Linked DNA regions of Anser cygnoides: region 2 is linked to region 1. A link is a contact called in public Hi-C data. All regions are on one chromosome and are shown on one strand. Each heading gives the region's core, a stretch centred on a gene start, on an enhancer-like site or on the middle of the called end of the contact. The rest is flanking DNA. Distances are from core to core; before and after follow the strand shown.

Region 1 (6,620 bases), core at 1,807-4,306:
TTTTTTCTGTAAACATTATGTGGCTTGGAGGTTTGTCAGAGTTGCACCAATGTGGGTCAAACTGCATGGTCAGGGCCTTTAAGACTTCGGCAGGAAAGTTATCATTTGAGGTTCAAAGCATTTCTACTATAATATGAGAATTAAACCATGCTGCAAATTCTTAAAGTATTCAAAAAGAGGGTTAGTTTATTATCTGCAATTATCTTCTATACTGGTGTTTCTGGAGAGAATAAACATGGAAAGCTCAGTGTGTAGATCCTCCTGTCACAACTTTGCACTGATAATCAGATGGTAATCTTTGAAGATCTTCATCCCTTTTTATGCTGCAAATAGATATTTGGCTTTGTTAACCTGCTGAAGGATTTAAAAAGGAATCAACATATTCTGTAGACTCAAAGAGAAAGGACTGTTTATTTGTGCATTCTGACCTCCTGAATATTACAGCCAAAAATACTGCTTTTTCACATTTGCATTGAGCCCAATTCCTTTTATGTTTGATTAAAGTGTTACCTGCAAATGCAAACTTGTGAGCACAATTTATTTTCCAGTCTTCATTTTGAAAAACTGTGATTCCCTGAGCTCAGAATGACTGAAGTCTTGTTTGCTATGGCTTTGGATTGTCTGGTTTTCTAACAAGGCACAAGCTCCAATTGGAGCTTTTCCAGTAGCTGGGAAATTCATAACTGCTCACTACTAGTGGATCCTCTGAAGGCCTAGCAGGGTATGTTCACACTGAAGCCTTTCATTTACTAGAAACAGTATTAAGGTCAGCCTGTTTACCCATCCAACTATTTTCCTACATCTTGGTAGGAATGCAATTACGTTTGAGGTGTCTGCTTTTATCAGATATGGTGGGAATTAGTGATTGTGTCCAAAAATTGTTTAAGAGGTAATATGCGTATGATCAGTCATGTAAGCAACACTTGGCTATGTATGAGTTGTTTCCCTAGGAAATCTGGCACCTGTACTGCCAGAGATATCTGAACCCCTATGGATTTTTATTGTTCTATTCCTACTGTTCAGTAGAGAAGGAGAGATAAGAGAGGTTCATCTGATGTGAAACAGCATTCCTAGAGGATATCAACAATTACCAATGGACTAATTTCCTTCTGATATTCTGCCCATTTCTGGGATTGCTTTTCATCATGGTGGTCTTTAAAAAAATATAGGCAGACATACAACTGCCCTGTCAGATGAGAAATGAGAGTTAGTAAATTGTTTCATTTTTGTCATTTTTTCAAAGTCCTTTGTCATGTCATCAGCCAACAGGCAGGATGCAAGTGAGATATTGAGGCTTTGTTTATTTTCACTTCTGTTTCCGTTTGCTATATATGAAGATGATCCTAGATTTTGTTGCAATAATACTTTTCATTCAGAAATTTGGACCTCGTCTGATGTGAGCCCCAAACATTTCCATTTCTAAGTGCAATAAGTTAATGCCTATGTAATTATAAAGCGGTGCCAGCTTCTAACCACACTGTCTTACCTACCCTAGTCCTTTGGAAATGTTTTGCTTGCAACAACTTTATATACTAAACATGTTTGTTTAATAAAAATGTTGTTATGATAACTATAAACAACATATTTGTGACATGACTAATGTTTTCATGAAGTTGCTTTCATTTTCACAGGTCAGTGCTTCCTTTTCCAGCTTCACAAACAGTTTTCTCAATCATCTGGGCACCAAGTTGGTGCCTCAGCACTTGGATCTGTGTCCTATGATTTGATCTTCTTTTCAGAGTGTTCTCTCATTTGTCCCTGTCCATGTGCTGTTTTTCCTGACAGTTCTTTTTTCTTGTGCCACTTTATGACAGCTTTTCTCCATGATGTGCTGTTAAAAGCATATATCCAGATATCCAGAAAAAAAAAAAAGTGGAAAAAAAGAAGCAGCTGACCAATAACTTACCTAGAAAGTAAGTAATTTTTTTCTTATTTATTACGGGTGTATGTTTAGCTACGTTATAATCTACATCCATGACTTTCTGTACAACATAGGGCACATTTTGTGAATGAGCTTAAACACTATAAAATTGTAATTATTCATGAATAGTCTGTCTTTTATTGCTAATGACACACATCATACCAGCAGAGTTTGATATACCAATTATAAGAATAAAGTTCATCTGAGGTAACAGAGTTTATTCCTTTCTCAGGCATCCAGCCTGGATCTCAGCTACGAAGTAAGTACCTCTACCACATCTCATTACCAAAATAGCAACCTTCTTAATCCTTTGCTGTGAAGAACAAAGGTTTGATTCAGTCTCTGGAGCAGAAATAGGATCTTATTAATGCACTGGCAACTAAAGTGTTGTTATTTTTGTTAGAAAAGAGAGAAACAGGAATTTGCTGATATATGTTAGATTAAGGGCTTTTATTATTTTGAGATTAATCGGATTGTTAGTTAGGCCTTTTGAACGGCAGTTGAAAATCTACAAAATATCTTTTAATTTAGCATTTTGGATGAATTCAGGAGCTGCTTCTTCAGCTTCTATTCTTTGTATCTGTTCTGAAAGAGTTACTTAGGATGCCAATTAAATGGTGTATTGCTTACTCTGCAAGTGGTGGAACTAGGAGGAAAGTTCTGCCACTCTTGACAGGAGTACTGGTCTTGCTGGGCTCCATCCACTTGCCATCCATTGGATCAGAGCTTAGACCCAAGGCACCAGTGAGGTACCTGGTGCTTGGCTTTTGAGGATCAGAAGAGAACTGTGCATCAGCTTAGTGTCCAGGCTTGAACAGGTTACAAATGATGCATGAATTCTTGTTTGAAATGTTAGATCTCTGATGGTGTTTTATGGAGCCTCTTTCTTTTGAAAGATTTGCTGCCATGTAGTGTTTAGCTTCAGTAGACTGTGGAATTTGGGATCCCTGTGGAGTAGGCTCTCTATGCCTCTGGCAGCTCTTCAGGATAAAGTTGAAATCAGGATTGCAGAGGAGCCAGAGGAATTCTACTTGGTGAATTAAATGTTCTTGAGTTTGAGGACCTGGAAAAGGGTGAGGAAAGGATCTGGGTGAGCTCTCAAATTGGTATGAATGACTGGCATAGAAGGTATTGCTTAGAGCAAAAATAAATGCAGTGTAACTGATCCGCTGAGAGCAGCAAACCGTTTCTGGAAATGACTGGTGCTTGATAATTCTTAGTGATAGGCAAATGCCATGCTCCAAAATACGTGTGGTCCATTGTGCAATTCTGTGTGGGTGTGGATCTTTGCAGGTTATTGGCCTATGCCCTTTGGCATAAAATGTGTTTGTCTAAGTCTTAGTATGTAGAACTTCGGGTGTTTATCTTCATGTGTATGTGAAAGGTTCAGGGTTAAGCGAGGAGCTATCCCAGAAGCTGAGGTCAGCAGAAGTGTTCTGGCTAACTGTTCCCAGGGCTGAGTAGTAGACCAGTAGGATGGCATTTTCAGTGAACCTCAGTTTGCTGCTTCTGTTCCTTATGGTTAGGATAAATCTCATGTTTGGTCTCCAGGAGATATGACAAAGATATGTGATAGAGTCTGTAGGCTGAGACTTGTGGCTTGACTGTGTGGACTTTTATTTGTGAGCTGGATGAGATTTCTAGGCATAGTCTAAGGCAATTGTGTGTTGTATTAATTGCTATTTTATCCTGATTATTTATATCCCCAGAATGTTTTAAGTATCAAATTTTGATAAAACAGGAATGCTTCAAGTGCCAGTAGGATACAGGCCAAGCCTGTTCTCTGTTATACCCCTGTAAAGCTGGAATAATTCTATTGACTTCTGAGTGGCAGTGGTAGTACAGAAAGCAGAACTGGACCTGAGAGATGAAGCAGAGGGTGTGCATGTGTGTGCGCCTTGGGCAGTAAAACAGCTGACTGAAAAAAACAGCTAATGCACTGCTCCCATTTTCCCTTGATGGTTTCCAGCTGTCCTCTTATCCCTGGCATACCAAATGACATTAATTAGGTTCAGCTTATAAAAATAAGTGGGAAGCAGTATGCTTTACCCACCTTATAGAGCTGTACATAAATGATGTGTTACATACAACAAACTGCAATTGCAGATGCTGAGCAACACTGCGGTTATTAAGCCAGGAGATGAGTAAAGAGAAAGTTCCTTTGGCAAAGCAGTCATAGGCAGGATGGCTTCTCAGACTGTGCAATGGAAGAAGGTATGATCGCATGAAGGAAATCAATGTGTATTGCACCTGAAACACAATTGAGAGTGTCACAGACTTCATGCTTTGTTCATCTTGAGTCTTTTAGTATTAAATGAGGCAGAAGAAAGGAAGGATCTAAAGAGGAGAGTAAAGGAAGAAGGGAGTATTCTTATTTTCCCCAACCAGTAAGCATGTATTTGTAGGGTATTAACATCTTGTTTGTTGTTGCTGTTTTACATTTTTGCACATTTTTTCATTAGGGATTGTAGGTGAATTTCTCAGAGAATTTGGAAAATAAGTACAACTAAAATGTATTTGAAGAGTATGTAAACCTAGATTTTCCTCTGAGTGTACTGTCATGATGTGAAACTGAATGAGTTATATTTTATGCGGCTGCAGCAAGACATGGACAGGTTGCTAGGAAAGTATTATCAGGAACTGGTTGAAATCAACAGACGCAGAAGGGAACGCATTATGCAGGGCATGGAAATCACAGTGTCTTAACTCCATAGCCGGTCCCAAAGGTTAGTAAGATTTTGACGAATTGGATGAATTGCTGCAGGCTCTGTCTAAAGTAAAGTGGAAACTGAAAATTCAAATTTAAATGCTTATTAGAGACTTAGTGGAAAAAGTTATGCAAAAGTTGGAATGTGTGTTAGCTGCAGTTATGATGGAAGTTGCAAAGGAGAGAAATGTTCAAGGTTGGTGTTGCCTGACTAGAAGTGTTGTATAAACCTAGAGAAATTATCCATATGACTTTAAATAATGAATAAACAGCAGTTACTAATGTGGACACTTACAAATATGGACAACTATAATACTGGAAAACCAATGTTTGCTTACTAAGATATGATATTATTTGGTAAATGAATGGCCTTCTGAGGTCCAAGTTAGGTGAATTACAACAATGATAAAGTTACATTATGGCTGGAAACTTTTTCTTTTCCTGGATGTGTGTGGACAGTGGAGAAGAAAACGGAAAAAAGTAAAAAACTTGTTTGGAAAGGGGAGTAGGAGAGGGAACTCTCGTATTGTATGAATTTACTGTTTTACAGTTAAGTCTGGGTGCAAACAGATCACAAATGCTGCAGTTTTGTAAGTGGGTAGTTTCCACTTAGTCTAGTGCATTAAAGTCACTAGCCACTGGGTGGAGGTGGCAGACAAACTTCCTATTAGGTGTTTTTCTCACCCATTCTTTTTACAGTAAGTAGCCCAAGATCTAGGAAAGTAACTAAGAGACATGGTGGAACTGTACGTCAGGCTGGGGCTGGCAGTTAAAGTGGACAAGTTTCAGAAGTAAAACAGTTTTTAGTTCTCATTTGTGCTTTGTACTTTAGAAAGATAAAACAATAAGATTTGTGGGCATTGTAGAAAAAATATTTCTATCAAAGCATCTGATGTTTAGCTCTAGGAAATCTGATGCTGCGGCTGTAGGAAATATCATGCATCAGCTGATGGCCATGACCTTAACCAGAGGGCTTTCAGGTTGCAATACTGAATTTAAATCTATTTCATCAGCTCAGAAATATCTTGTGAGATCCTGGATTTCCTTGGTGACCTAGATAATCTCTTACCATCTTACAGAGTCTGGGAAATTAAATTAGCAAGAGGAGTTTGGCCTGTCATATTTTGTTTTCATTTTTCATGTGGAGGCAAATCCTGAAGGAACATGTCCCTTAGCAGGAGGGCACTTAGCTTTCTTAGTGGAGCAGGTCTTAGTGTGAAGTTGGGGAAGCCTCTATGAGGAAGAAGGAGTAATCATATCAAGAAAGCAAAGCAAACTGCCATGCTCTGACTTGCTCTTCAAACTAGTGAGCAAGGCCAGCCTTTTACTGGACTGTAAGAATATTACACAAGACTCATCCTGCATTTCTACTACTAAGTGCTTGAGTCACTGAAGGTATGTCTACTCAGGGTTTGGCAGCCAGATATGAGCTCGCTCTATCCATGCTCCAAACTGGCTGGGTGAAAGCTGGCTCCAAATACGAAGCTGTGTAGCCATGATTAGCATGTAGCTGAGCCTGAACTAGCAAGTTCTGCTGGGAAGCAGAATACTAGCTTGGGATCAGCATTACAGGGTTGCAATTACATGACTTTAGGATTAGAGGTAGCTTCTATCTGGGTATCTTGGAGAACTTACAGAGGGAACTGGCATCTGCTTGCAATCTCCCATGGAAGTGTACCCTTAATATGTTAGAAGAGTTAGCCAAACATGGTGATCTGGAGAAATAGTTCCCAAAACACAGCTCATTTTATTAAAAAAACATCAACAAACAACAACAACAGCAAACACAAAAAACTTTCAGTAAAAATCCAGTGCCAAACTCCAGCTTTAACAAACAATCTGTTTTCAGATGCCTTCTGTTGGGTCTGAGGTTTGAAGTATGCTAATGTTAGAAGGAAAGACTTAAAACCATACTTGCTACTCAAACTATTTGAATGGAAAGCCAACTGGTCAGTGGGAGGGACTGTGCAACCATGACAAATGAACACCTTG
Region 2 (6,620 bases), core at 1,463-3,962, 140 kb before region 1:
GATTTGCTGGCTGGTGGTGGTTTGCACACCACAGCTCAGGAACTGGGGCTTAGAGACTTCAGCATGCAAACCTGCAAGACTAATTGTGCTTTTTACTAAATTATTTCGTTCTCTAATGCTATCTCCATTTGCTCCGTGCATACCTTGTATTTTCCCTCCCTATATTTTTTTTTGGTCAGATGTTTTTATTTCTTGAAACCTACTTCTGAAACAGTTCTGCAATATTGGCATAACATATCTACCAGGATGGTTGCCTTTGCTGTATTGTATCAAGTCCACTTCTGGAACTCATCAGGTTACTGTAAAGACTGTTGTATGTATTCCATTAAGATCATATTTTATATGTATATCTTGCCATACCTTTAAACAACATTTGTTTTGGTTTCAGCAGAGTAAATTCAACTTTCTACTTAAATCAGGAAATAACTAGAATAAAAATAGCAAGCAATCTCTCCAGCAACAAGCATTCAGAATTTAGGTTTTCATTGTGCGCAGCTCTGAAGATGTGATGATTCCATTCAGTTAAGCATCACAAAGATCAAAAGATTTTATTGAAGTGTAAGTATCACTTTGATGTGAAAGTTGTACTGGAAACGGAATGAAAATTAGTGTCTTCTTTGACAGTCATGGTTCTTCCCAGTTCCAGTTGCGGTGTTGATACTATGGGAAAATATCCTGACCCTGTTGAGTCCAGAGGCTGTGGTTAGGTTTTGGGTGAGAGATTAGTTCAGACTTTCCTTTTCTTCAATAAATATTGTTGCCTTAAATTTTGGCTCCATCCATCTGTTTTCTGAAGTCGGAGTTTCTTCTTTTTGTCCTGATTGCAAGTTATTTCATTCATTCCAGATTTTCCAGCTTTCTCAATAATTCCTGAAATGGATGTTATTTCCTATTCCAGGCAGGAGAAGTAATATTAAAGCTGAGGCACTAGCTTGAGATTTGGAAAGTTTTGGTAGAATTGTGTGGAAAAAGCTGGCCATATTTTGTGGGAGATTTCAAAGACATAAAGTTTGATCTTTGTTGCAATTCCAGTGTGCTTGACCTTACAGAAATTGCCCTTTGGGCTAGAGGAGACTGTAGGATGGGAACAGCTCAGGAAGGTGGCTACTGAAACGGGGGCAGGAGATAAGGCAGGAATGAACGATGCAGGCCATTCCATGGGAATCTTTTTGACTGACCCTTCCTTTGCATTCTCTCACTCAGATGGTGACATAATTTAGTTGGGGGAAAATCACTTCAAAGCCACTTTCTTCAGGAAGTTTGGTTGCTTTTCTTAGCTCAGTTCTGAAGTTATCTGGAAAATTCTTGCTTCACTGACTTCTGCATTCTTTCGTGGACATGTATGTTAGTTTCTCCAGAAAATGTAATTTTTATTCTTTTACTCTTGGCTTTTCATTTTTTAAATCCCTTTAAAAAAATCTCAAATTTAAAGTAAGGACATTAATTTCCCTAAGTTATTTCTTGTACTTTATGATCCAATATTCAGAGCATTAGCATATTTCAAATGATCAGACGGTGATCTCAATTTTTAAAAAAATAAGATTCGTGGGTTAGTCCCAGAGTTGGGCCCTAAATCGGTGCCTGCAGATGAGGCACTCTGAGGCTTTAGTCTCTCTCCCTAACCAGCTTCTAGGAACACCAGCTGCAGTCATGTTCAGAAGTTAGATTGACTAGGTTTGGGACAAATTAACATAGACCTTGGATGCAAAAGCACAGCTCTGAGCTTTGCAGGGCTCCAAGTGTTTATCACATGCCAGATTTGAGGCCCAGTGGTGACTAGACCACAGCTTCCCACTGCTGTAATTCTGCTGCTCCAGACGTGGGGATGATCTTCAGAACAGACAGTGGAAACCGGGCAGAAAGTCCGTGCATACCTGCTCCCCCCTTTAGAAGTGATAGCAGTAGTACCTTGTATCAATTTCTGCGTTTTTGGCAGAAAGCAGCTGGTGATTTTGGTGGCCTTGGCTCTTTGGTGATGCAGAGATCTGCCTGCGTTGCCCTGAGCTCCAGCCACCCGAGTCCTCTGGGGAAACGACTTCGCAGGGGGATGTCCATGGTTTTTTTTTCAACAAAGCAACAGTTTCCAGCAATGGTCAGTGCCAGATGGCCCAGAAAAATTAAGTGGGCAGTTAAAGATTAGCTTGTGGCCTGAAGGCTATGGCCTTTTGAAAGAATCTTGTTTAAAAAACAAACAGAAAAAAACCCTCAAAACAAAACAAACAGGAGGAGTTTTTTGAGTTGTCTTCAGCTCAAGGAGCAGCTGATAGTGGAATGGCATGTTTCTTCGATGGCACTTCATGTCACTCGCAACGAATATATCTAAATTCTCATTTCCTGGACTCTGGAGAGGAGTCAAACATCCAGAGAGAGTTTCTCTGCTCACAGGTCCAAGCCCTCTGCATTCGGCGTGCTGCGCAGACAGTTTGTCTCCGCTTTCCTCGGGACTCCGTTGCCAGAGCTTGCCTGGCTGCCTCTGACAGCCAGTATTTCCCACTGCGTCTCCTGCACTCTTGGAGAGCTGCAGAGCAGCCTGCTGCCTTCTGCTGGGTCTGACAGCTGCTTGAGAGCCCAGCAGACAGCTCGGGCCCTGCCATTCCTGAACTGTATCCACTATCCTACATGCGATCTGGGACACGATTCCAGCTTTTGCTAAATAAAAGAGGCCATAGCTGCTCGTGCATTTAGCCTGAGCGGCCGTCAGCCATGCTCCCCGTCACCCTGGTGAGGCTCTGCAACTGCCTGGCCTCCAGCATCGCAGCAGCGGGGATGAGCCATGAAACTTTCCTCCGAATTCCTAGGTTGCTTTATGCCCCAAAGCATGAAAGTGTAGCACTTTCCAAATGCTTGTAATTCTGGGTATTTTTATTACCCGTGTGAAGGCTTACAGCAGTGTAACTTCATGGATTTCTAGCAGAATCATTCTTGATTTTTATCCATGTGAGACGAGGATCATATTCCAGGATTTTTCAACCTGGGACCATTATATTTTCAATTGGAAGCATCAGCATTTTGTCTATATACATTTCCAAACTTAAATTATTCTGAACTTTGAGTTCCACCAATTTATTTCATTGATATTTTGATTTCTTGGCCTGTTTCAGGACGGAAATGAAAGTTGAAATATCAAGATTCCCTCCAGATTGGAAATTCTGCTTTTTTAAGCAGGTCTTATGCAGCATGGGATTCTTTTTTTGCCTAATTTAACGTATATATATGTATACATACACCTCTCTGTAACGAGCACCTTGGGACCCCGAATAAAAGTTCATTACAGTTGAGCGTTCCTTGTAACAGCATTTGGCAATGTCCCAATAAATGGAGAAATGTCCAATTTTAATCCAGCAGGAATTGTATAGTAACTTCATGGAGAAAGTTCATATTGATCAACTATTAAAAATATTTTGTAAGGAATAAAATAAGTACTTCAGAAAACAAAATCTATTTACAAGTTAAATGCGGCTTGCAGTGAAGAAAGCAAAAGTAAAATCATGATACCCAGGTCAATCTCATGTCCTTGAGATTTTTCTGTGTGGGAATTTGGCACAAGCAGATCCGCTATGGCAAAATTAGAGTGTTTTGAGCATGCTGAGCATCCCTTTTAAGCTCCCCCAGGCAGCTGTTTCACACTCCCCTCTTCTCCCTGCATGCCTCCTCTTCATCTCTGATGTTTGGAGTTGTTTCTCCGCTGACCTTCGTCTTTTGCAAAGCAACTTCTTCTCTGCCTTGCAGATTAAAGCAAGGTCTTTAAACATTTAGTTCAAAAACTTTGTTTCACATTTTAATTTCCCTTTCTCCTTCTCTTTCCCCTCTATCTCCAGACTTTTCAAGACTGTGGCACCTGCAAGGGAGGAACCCTTGGACAGAGGCAGGGAGAGTGAGAGGGCATTTTCGCAGTTGGGAGTACACAGGGTAAAGTGATTTAACTTTGTCTCTTCCCTTTCATCTAATACCAGAATCTTTCCAATTCCGGATGGAAAAAAGTGGTATTTTCTCTTCTGGTGTCTTTGGCAGCACGATAGCTTAGAAGTTCCTCTTCCCTGGGGGCCGCGGGGACAATGCATGTTCAGTGCCTCTGAAAATCCTCCTGCTTAGGAGGCCCTGGCTGGAAAGGCTGGGCTAGGTCAGGGTCGGCCCTGGATGGCTACAGATCGACTCTGAATTGGGCCTGGATGCACCTGACATATGCTGACCCCATGGCTCAGCTAGTCTTTTGCTATTTTTGTCTTTTCCTTAGGGAGACAGCTTGACTGCTTAACACAGCGCTTAATTCTCAGGTCACGATCTGCATGTCTTCAGGTCATAGGGGAATTTTGGTTTGCCAAGTGTTAAATCTTCTGTGTTTATAAGCGTTAAACCTTAATGTGGTTACTGCTCTCTGCTCTATGTGTTTTGTTTCAGTCTTGTGAAGACTGACATATAGCTTAAGGGCACCGCAGACAGTAACTCCAGCTTTGTTTAAGGCATTGGAGCTAAAAATATTTCATGCTACTAATACATTATGGAAATGTGGGACACTTTACGCTTTGTAAATATAAAACTTGCATGTTAACAGAATGAGGTATTTCATATTTTCTTGCCAAGGGAAATATTTACTTAATTTATTTTATAATGCTGATTTGTACATCATTAAAAAAACACCATATTTTGTTAGCTTTTGTGTGAATTAGGGGATGGAATCTTAAATTTAATTTAAAAATAGACACCACATCATGCCACCATTTCTACATGATGTGGGAGTGCTGACCTCTTTAGTCACTTGTAAAATGCAGCGCGGCTCAATAGGGATGTCTGCTTGGCTTTCCAAGCTGCTGCAGCGCTGACAGCCCGCAGGTGAATGACATCTGGGGAGGACACACACTTTTCAGAGTCTTCCCACCTTCTTACTCATTTCTCTGATAGCTTTGGATCAGCACAAATTTCTTGTCCCACTGAGCATCTGCTGACCTCGGTGATCTGCTGAAGTCAATAAACCTCTGCTGACCTCAGTGATTTCCCTAAGAACTATGGTGTGTACGGCAGCTTTCCTGTCCTTAAGACACATGTTTTAAGGGCCTGTCCCAAAACTCACTTTGTTAATGGCAAGCCTCTATCTGACCTAAATAGGCTTTAAATTGAGTGTTATTGCAGAATTTTCTAGTGTAATACAAAGGAGATGTTTGTGTCCTGGCATATTTTAATCAGAAGTGCCTTCCTGCTCCTGGACAGAGAGGGTAAAGCTGTACTTGTGTGGGACTGGGGATCAGTTCCTGAAGTGGCTCCAGGGAAGTACTTGTATGTAAGAAGCCATGAACAACTCTTCTGAAAGCACTGAGAATTGTTTAAAAGGCCAGTTGGCAGCTTTTTACTAGTTATGAAAATGTGTGCAAATCTTATTTCAAGGTAAGTGAAAAAAAACAAATACTGAGCTATGAAATTTAATCACTATCCAAAGCATTGTAATAAATAAAGAAGAAAGAAAATACCTAACTGCCAAAGAACCACACGAACACACTGGCTCTTGTAAGTCTGTGTTTGCCTGGACTCCAACCAATGGATGGTTGTACACTGTAGGTTTTCAGGTGGTATTTCTGTCTGAAATCATTCAGAGCCCCCTTTGCTCTGGGTGGAGGATGTGCAGATGTGTTATTTTACTTAGCAATATGAGCAGATCTTACACACACATACTTGAACAAGACCTTGCTATAAAAAGCAGTGATTATTTTGCCTTGTATGGTATGTATCGGTTAAGGAACAAGACCTATACAGCAAGGTACTTTGCTCTTTCGTTGTTATGGAACAATTTCTGGCACGTTACAGTGTGTTATTATAAGAAGCCAAATTCTGATCTCATTTGTAAATATGCAACCTTTATAGAATATAAGAGGCTCAAATGCTTGTAAATGAGAACAGGACTTTACTTGATTTTTAAAAATTTAAAACGAAGTAGAATCATAGAAGAACAGGGCTGAAAGAGTCCTCAACAGATCTTCAATCATTGGTTTGGATCCAGGTAGGATCAATTATGGCTGTATCATTCCTGCAGCTGTGCATTTCAATTGTACTAGAAGATAATTCAGTACTGGAGACTCCTTTCACAGTTAATATTTTTCAGTGCCTCACTGTCAGGTTTTCTCTATGTCAAGCCTGAATCTTCTCTATTGCAACCTTAATCCAATTCCTTTTTGTTCTATCTACCAAACAGTATTGCACTACTAATCGATTTTTGTTTTGTTAGGAATATTTTTCACTGTTTTCTACTTAGAGGTGCTCACAGATGTGTTTTCCAACAGAACAATTGTAATTTAATTAAGGTGCTATGGAGCAACCAGAATAGAAACTATTACTTCCACTAACAACAGTCATAGCTTTGATTGCTTATCAGTGTAATAGAAAGACAATTTAATTAAATGTCTCTGCTTAGTTAAGTTGGTTTGCAGTCTGAGTTTGCCATTCCTGTTGATGGAGCCAAATTTGCTTGTTTTTGGGGATTCCAGAAATCCATGTATTTCTAAGAATGGCTGTTGTTAGCATAATGATAGCGAAGTTGCATGGTTTCTGCTGGGATGTGACAAGGATTTCCATTCCTGAAGAGATGACAAATGAAAGGCAGGCATACATGCAGTTACAAAGCGCTATGGGCA

The links. A called contact is a pair of places that touch in the nucleus more often than the background predicts.
Region 2: a contact with region 1 is called in a Hi-C map of liver, with 3 times the contacts expected there. The contact joins two enhancer-like sites. A contact is called at or near these places in 2 of 7 Hi-C or Micro-C datasets (both in liver).

Annotation. Positions count from the first base shown.
Region 1 is chr5:54,941,192-54,947,811 of Taihu_goose_T2T_genome, reverse strand. It overlaps LOC106047813 (a long non-coding RNA gene), which reads left to right. Exons shown (of 17, transcript XR_010832008.1): 5 at 1,815-1,913. Among named protein-coding and RNA genes, the nearest start is that of DIO3, 170 kb to the left of the region's middle. Within about 2 kb of position 3,056, at least 2 of the 3 cell types and tissues checked have open chromatin away from gene starts, as enhancers often do. A contact at or near this core is called in liver, where this site is marked.
Region 2 is chr5:55,077,628-55,084,247 of Taihu_goose_T2T_genome, reverse strand. No RefSeq gene overlaps it. Among named protein-coding and RNA genes, the nearest start is that of DIO3, 34 kb to the left of the region's middle. Within about 2 kb of position 2,712, at least 2 of the 3 cell types and tissues checked have open chromatin away from gene starts, as enhancers often do. A contact at or near this core is called in liver, where this site is marked.